Linked DNA regions of Anas platyrhynchos: region 2 is linked to region 1. The links are chromatin contacts, called in public Hi-C maps. All regions are on one chromosome and are shown on one strand. The core of a region is the stretch at or near the end of the contact, and the rest is flanking DNA. Distances in the headings are between cores, read along the strand shown.

Region 1 (3,758 bases), core at 225-2,724:
CAGATTTTTATAAGGTTAAAAACAAACTAAAGAGAATCCATCTCTGTACATCCCACTCCAAAATTATAAAAACTGCACTAGTCCTGTACCTTGGGAATAGTGTTGGCTTCAAAGGGAAAAAATGCAAGATGTATTTTGCATTATGTAACTGGAAAAATGAAGTCCTCTGAAGAAAATCAGTCCAAAAATGCTCATTTTACAAAAAAAAAAAAAAAAAAAAAAAAAAAAAAAAAAAAAAAAGAGTAATTTTCAGGTATTGGAGTCTGGTAGATGGATTTAGACAGATTAGAAACATGGGAAAGGCTACTTCAATAGTGCTTAGAGTGATGGTTTTTAGAAAATATCAAAGGTGCAGTGTTTAGGTAGTAGGAGAATGTGCAATGCACTGGACTTGTGTGATCTGTACAGTAGACACACAGTTGAAAGAAGGAGGGTGTCAGATTAAAATAAGTCTTAATAGCTGGGAGGGTTTATTTTTGTCTTGTGCTTATCTCTTTAAGTGAAGCAGCAAAAGCATGACTCAGGGCTAGTTACTGTCATGCATGCATCCTTCCTCTGGTGGGATTAAAGCTGGTTGAACCAGCCCTCTTGCTCCAGCTGGGAGACAGTCCCATGGGGGGTGGCTATGGCAAAAGATACAGTGCTGTGGGAAGGTGAACTATTGATGCACAGTGTATGGCTTAAATTAGGCATTGAGAATCCTCTGTTTCTCTTACTGAGCAGGACACACACGCTCAGTCCTGAGGTCTTGTCCCAGGAGCTGGATAAAGAGGTCTCCCGTGGTCAATAACCTCAAGTTTAATATTTGCAACTCTTTGTGACTGCTACAAGGCAGTGAAGACACAGATGATCAGCCGATAGGAAGCTGGAGAGCAATAAATAAGTATCTATTCACAGGCGATTGTAGGGTTAAAAAAGAGCAAAAGGAAATTTGATGCAGCTACAACATGTTTTACACTGGTGATGTGTGTAGCAATGAGGAAACGCATGGCAAAGCCAGATTCCAGACAACTGAGTTGATGATATGATTCATACACTTACTTTTTAACTCAGCACTCAGCCTGATTATAATGAGAATCATCTGAGGGAAGTAAAATAACAACAGTTTGAAGCTTGTAGGAGGGCACTAGCCTGCAGCCATGCTAGATGCAGAGGACCATGTCAATTGCTCTGCAGCATGTTGGAGAAATGGAGGTTATGCTGTGAACTAGATGGAGTTTTTTCTTTGCCTTGTGTTTTTGTGTTTGTGTTTTTTTCTTTTCTTTTCTTTTTTTTTTCGAGGAGTCCTCTGTTAGTCTGACTTTTGTTCTAGCTTGGTCCTCCATGGCTGCATGGATGTACTTGTATGCATGTAATATATGCAAGCATATAGCCTGTGTATAGATGAAAACTGGATCGTTGCATGTACACACAGCCAGCTTGGCAGCTGTGCACCAAAGGGATTTGCATGCACTCAACTTACAAAAACTGGCTCTGAATGTATGAAGGGAAGTAACGTCAAGAGAGTCGAGGCACACCCTTAGTATGGTATTAGCACGTATTCTCACAACTGTTCTTGGTTAAAGATGGTTCTCCCTCAAACAGAATCAGAACTGCAAATCTCATTTTGTCTCATTCTGTACATTTTAAGTTTCTGAGCTCAGTGACCTTACAATACAATATGATAATGAGGTAAAAGCCTATGCGAATTTTATCCTAGTCTGAAGTTCTTCATTTCATTTGTGGCAGATGAAGATCCCCACATACATTTAAAAGGCAGAGTTTTCTAATGATCAGTATGCATGTGTGGGACCAACGGGACACTTCTGGGATCAAATGCAAATGAGTTCTTTTTTTATAGGAAATGATTCAAAGCACATGTCCCTGCAGTTTCAGTGAAAATTGTCACCCGTCAATTGCCAATGACAGAAAAGACTTCAGAGCAGTAGCAATGCAGTGCAGTGTCAGAAAATGGCTGAATCCAGGTGCCCTGGGAACCCAGGGGGATATCTCCTTTTCTAGCCTGATAGGTATGAGGCCACTGTGGTTCTCTGTCCCTGGGTCCTTAGAGTACACGTACTCACGTACTCATTTCAATATGAATACAGACTGTGAAAGCAGGACCTCACAGTCCTGACTTTTGGGGTACATACACACACACACACAAAATACACAGCTGGCCACACAAAGAGCAGCGTCTTTACTGGCATCAAAACATTTATAGCAATCATACAAACAAGAACAGTATGAACCACCCAATTCTCTTTAGCTGATCAGGACTCAAATCTAGTGGGATAAATACATGCATATTATGGTCTCTCTGGTCACTGGTCTTAGGTCTTGAGTCTATCCAGTTGCTGGTACCTGGATCTGCAAACCCTGCAGGTCGCAGGTACTCAGACCTCTTATTTCACTAGTTTTGTCCATCTTGAAGTTCATTAGTGTTTACGCTTCCAACAGAAGATAGAAATAATATTTAATGGGAATATAGGATAGACTGTGGTGATCAAGAACAGGGTTCATCCATGCGGGTGTACTGACCAACAGTTTTTGTATCTGATGGCACTGTCTATGTTTTTCTTCTGATTTCTCCTAGTTGTTTCTCCCCAATTCACCTTGACCCTTCCCCGTCCACACCTTTGGTCCTTTCACCTAAGCATCACAGAATACATTTTTTTTCAGTCCCAGACTTTTCTTCCTTCTGCATCCTGTAAGATGTACTGTACCCCTCTTCTTGCATTTCTGTGAGAGTTTTTCATTCATTGCTCTTTGTGGGTTTCACACCACGGGCAAGTGCTCTCCTTTGATAGTCAGAGGAGTAGTCCATGTGGTGTGCTCCATTTTCACTGATCAGGTTACTAGGGTTCCTCTGCCTGTCATTGTTTCTCTGATCCTTGCTGAGTCTTTGTGTTCTCTGTGGTTAGCCTTTAATCACATCACCTAACACATATCTACCGTGTCAGTAACTGGGGAGCACATGGCTCTGCATGATCCTGCTTGTACTCTGGATATGCTCCCTCTGCACTGTGACCAATGCAGATCTTAGGCCTATGCAGGAAGGTAGATTTTAGATATCTTTGATTATGGATAAACTGTCAAGATAAATTTAATTTTACCGTGCTTTAGTCACCTAAAAGCTGGGCGGAGGTGTTCCCTGAGGCCCATAGACAGGGAGAAAGGCTTTTCTAAATCAACCCCATATATCTTAGATGCCTGCTCTACGATGAGATAAATCACTCTCTAGAGGTGCATCATTTCCTTCCTTAAAAGCAAAGCCTAAATGTTTAGGCTAGATGTCTAACCTTCAGACTGCCAAAATGATGGGAGTTGAATCCTACCTTCCACATTTTACCTTCAGTGCTGGAGGCCATTTCTCTGGGTAACACATGATGTACAGTTCAGTGCACCTGACACATCTTCTCAAGTTATTGCTCCTCCTATGTGTGAGGCTCTTACAAAATTAAGTAACTGCCTTCTGTATGCAATGCAGGTTCTGATGGAAAAATACCACCCAGGATTAATATTATAAGGACCTGAAATTAGGAGCTAGGGGTCTATATTACTCATGTGTTTAATATAAGAATGGAATGACCAGGGTTTGATTTTGTGTAGTCCATCGTGTCCATGCTAAATCTTCATGATCCATGAAGTTCACACCAGTTGCCAACCGTAGGTATGTGTTGTGTTGTGCGGAGTGTTAACCACTGGAGGAGTTGCCATCTGTGCTGCAAGTTTTCTAAAGGAAACCACTTTGAGCCAAATGGCAGCAAATTTGTCTG
Region 2 (3,586 bases), core at 558-3,057, 170 kb after region 1:
CTCCTCTGCAATGCTGAGAGCACAGCAGGGTTTCAGGTCTGCACAGTAACTGCCTAAGGACACAAGCTAAGTGCCTATACCACCTCTTTTGGTAAGTTCTTTGCCTGATTCAGTGAAGGCCAAGACTGGGTTTGCCAAGCCTTCACTGAACCTTGTGTACACCAAGCAAATTATACAGTTACAATTAAACAAGCGACTGCTTTTGCCCACATATATGAAACCTGTACAAAGCAGACTGGCTCTGCTAACCATACCAAAAGTTCCCCCAAAGAAGCCATCAAAAGTATTGGAATAGAACAATTACAATGAGGAAAATTAAGCAGTAAGTGACCCTGGTCAGTCTCCACAGAACTAGAGAGCATTTTTGTTGGATTTAAATATTATAGCCAAATTTTGTATTGATTCATCACCCAGAGAGTCTTATTGACTCCAATACAGTTGTACTAATCCCAAACAGCCCCGACTGTCCAACGTCCTTCCCTTGGCTCCCTATTTCTTCCCTTCCAGTTGTTTTCTTCCCACCTCATCAAGCATGCCTTGAGCTAATTCAATGGCAGGAGTACAAACGCAACACCGCAGGACTGACCAGCTTTATGTATTCATAGCCACAGAAGCCAGAGAGAGTCAGTAATCCTGGAATCAACTGATTAGACTGCACATAAAGCCAAACTTAATTCCATTGTTTTGCTGCCTGCAGCAGCGGTTGGGAAATGAAAGCTATTAGTAATCCCCTTCTGTGTTGCTACCACTGTAAATAAGTGTTTTCAGTGGATTACCCAAGGATGTAAATTTCATATTTTGAAACTTCCTTATTGCTGTATAAGCTATGAGTTTATATTAAGCTGTAAGAGGTAACGGATATATAACCAAGAGCTCTCAGTGTGTAAGTTCTGCTTCAAAGGGCTTCATTAAAGACTCAGATTATAGCATCAGTGAGCAGATTTATATTTATACTGTCAGGTTGATCTGAAACAAACAAGATCTTTCTAAACAAGAAAGGAACTTAAATGGATTAAATCAGCTATCCTTGCTTTGTACAAATATACTAACAGTTCTGCTTCACCCTGTTTCCTCCCATGCACGTCACTTGTTAGCATGATTTATTTATTATATTAAGTCTAGGAAAAATATTCATTTGCTTAGGACTCAACTCATAGGAACAGAAAGTGCCGAGGTAGGCGCTTGATGGTTTGGCTGGCAGCTGGACTGCATCTTCATTGCAGGCTGTCAGGAACTGGCGTGTGACTCCACTTAGCGTGACGGGGAACCTCACACCCACAGCTCCTGGTGCTGAGAGACTTTGCATGCTGAGCGTGTCTGTCACTGAGCTTTTCTCACCTTGAGGAAGATTGGAGCCAAGTGCTCTGGGATGCCTTTGTGTGCCATCGACTGATGCAGGTGAGCAAGTTGTCAGCCAAATGGGTCCAGTCTGGGAACTCTGCCAGAAGGAGGAGGAGGCAGAGAAGAGCCCCTTTCTGATAGCTGTAACTAAAGAAGCTGTTCCTACAGGGCTCATAAAGGATTGTTGGCATTACCACAGGGAGCTGCTAACAGAAGGTGAGACTTTTGCTTTATCAGGTTTTTAAAAAAAATGCTATTTCACTATGCAGCTGTTTATGTTTGAACAAGGCAGAGCCCTCTGCAGACGTTTCTGCTTTCCACCGCTCACCTCATGAACATTTAGCAACATCTTTCCTTTTGCTCACATAAAAATTTCCCACCAGTCCCTCCCTCCCATGCTCTCAGGAGATGGCTTCATGAATCATTTTCTCCATAACAGTTGCTACATGCTAACACACGTAGCTTAACCTCAAGCTGGAAAAGGACATGTGTCTAAAACATATGAATTCCCTTGGTGTCTGGCTGATCAAGCATGAGCTCTGTACCACGTAAGACAGGCAGAAAGATTTTAGGAACATCAAAACTTGCAGAGGCAAAAAAAAAATAAAAAAATATGTATGCCCATTTGGCCTCATGCTGTTTTTGAGTTTCCAGCAATAAGATGACAGTGTTCGTACCCTTATCCTTTATGCACCCCTTCATGTCAGCTGCTGCGATATGGTTATCCAGCTCTCAGATCTCTGGCATGCTGTAACTTGATGCAGAAATCAGTATTTCTTTACAGGAAACCAACGTGTGTGCATGCGTGCAAGTACGTGCAAGGACTCCGCACTACATGGCACAAGGCTCATGATTCATCCGAGAAGCACGTAAGATGAAAATAGTTCATTTTGCCTTAGCACAAGTACATTCAGCTTCGGACACATTTCATGCTGGATTAGAATAAGAAAAAGCATCTGGTGCAAACACTTCAGGTTTAAAAGTTCAAAAGTCACTTTGAGACTACTCCCCCTTGCGTGTATGCAATTTGATGGCAGATATATTTGCTGTTTTCACTTACATATTCATTACCAAAGTGAAGAGAGCAGGCTGAAAGGCATACTAATACAGAAAGCACGAAGGTATTTCTTAAAAGAAGTGTGGTCTTAGGTAAGGGGAAGAGAGATGTCTCTTTGCTTAAACCAAGAACACTGATACAGACCTCATTATAAATGCACGTTCTGCTATCAGATTCACTACAAGTTGAACATCTATTGTATACAAAGGAACATAAGTCTAGGATTTTATTCAGAGACACCTCTGCACCTCTGTAACATCCAAATTTCAATGGCAAACAAAGAAAAAAAATAGAAAAAAAAAAAGGTTTTCTTCTACCTTCTGCCACATATCAAATAAATTGTAGATAATTACAGAATTTCTAGTGTTAAAATCAGCATATACTAGGCAGGGTCTGAAAGCCTCATGCAAGGAAAGCAAACTACAGTCAAGATGCAATAAAACAGTATGCTAAAAACCCTTTAAACCAGTCTGTTATTTTATCTCGATCTTTTCTGAAGCTGCTGGACCAACTTCTTTAGTGCTTTGCAGGCTCCTATCACATACTGGCAGCCTTTTTTGACCACAGAGCATATCAACCAGGGCTCACAGCAAATCCAGCTGCAAAGCCCAGAGCAGGCTGAAGCAGAGCAGGCACAAGGGTCTGGCATAGCTTGTCTGCTCCCACCTGACACCTCATAGATAAAAAGAGTGACCATCTGCAAATTTTGTAATCCCTGCATGATACTGGGGGCTCACAGAGAGGCTGGCAGAAATCAAAGTACTCAGTAAAATGGTGCAGTAAGATCTTGAGAGTTTAAACAGGTAGTCAGAAGCTGTAGCTTTTATCCTGACTTCATATTAAAAGCGCACCGAAGAGCATAGCTCACAACAGTCTTGGGAAGGGAAGGGAAGGGAAGGGAAGGGAAGGGAAGGGAAGGGAAGGGAAGGGAAGGGAAGGGAAGGGAAGGGAAGGGAAGGGAAGGGAAGGGAAGGGAAGGGAAGGGAAGGGAAGGGAAGGGAAGGGAAGGGAAGGGAAGGGAAGGGAAGGGAAGGGAAGGGAAGGGAAGGGAAGGGAAGGGAAGGGAAGGGAAGGGAAGGGAAGGGAGCAAAAGCAAATCCCAGTTTATGTTGAAAGCAGCAATTTTGTTTTATAAAGACTCCCTCAGCTTTTTCACCCTTCCCTTTGGCTTCAAATATTATTTGCATC

Evidence for each region. A called contact is a pair of places that touch in the nucleus more often than the background predicts.
Region 2: a contact with region 1 is called in a Hi-C map of subcutaneous adipose tissue, with 1.8 times the contacts expected there. The contact joins two enhancer-like sites. A contact is called at or near these places in 2 of 8 Hi-C or Micro-C datasets (skeletal muscle and subcutaneous adipose tissue).

The regions. Positions count from the first base shown.
Region 1 is chr2:117,002,202-117,005,959 of IASCAAS_PekinDuck_T2T, forward strand. All of the region lies in intron 14 of GADL1 (glutamate decarboxylase like 1), which reads left to right. Among named protein-coding and RNA genes, the nearest start is that of GADL1, 67 kb to the left of the region's middle. Within about 2 kb of position 1,475, at least 3 of the 8 cell types and tissues checked have an H3K27ac peak or open chromatin away from gene starts, as enhancers often do. A contact at or near this core is called in subcutaneous adipose tissue, where this site is marked.
Region 2 is chr2:117,174,219-117,177,804 of IASCAAS_PekinDuck_T2T, forward strand. All of the region lies in intron 1 of LOC106016617 (a long non-coding RNA gene), which reads right to left. Among named protein-coding and RNA genes, the nearest start is that of TGFBR2, 83 kb to the left of the region's middle. Within about 2 kb of position 1,808, at least 2 of the 8 cell types and tissues checked have an H3K27ac peak or open chromatin away from gene starts, as enhancers often do. A contact at or near this core is called in subcutaneous adipose tissue, where this site is marked.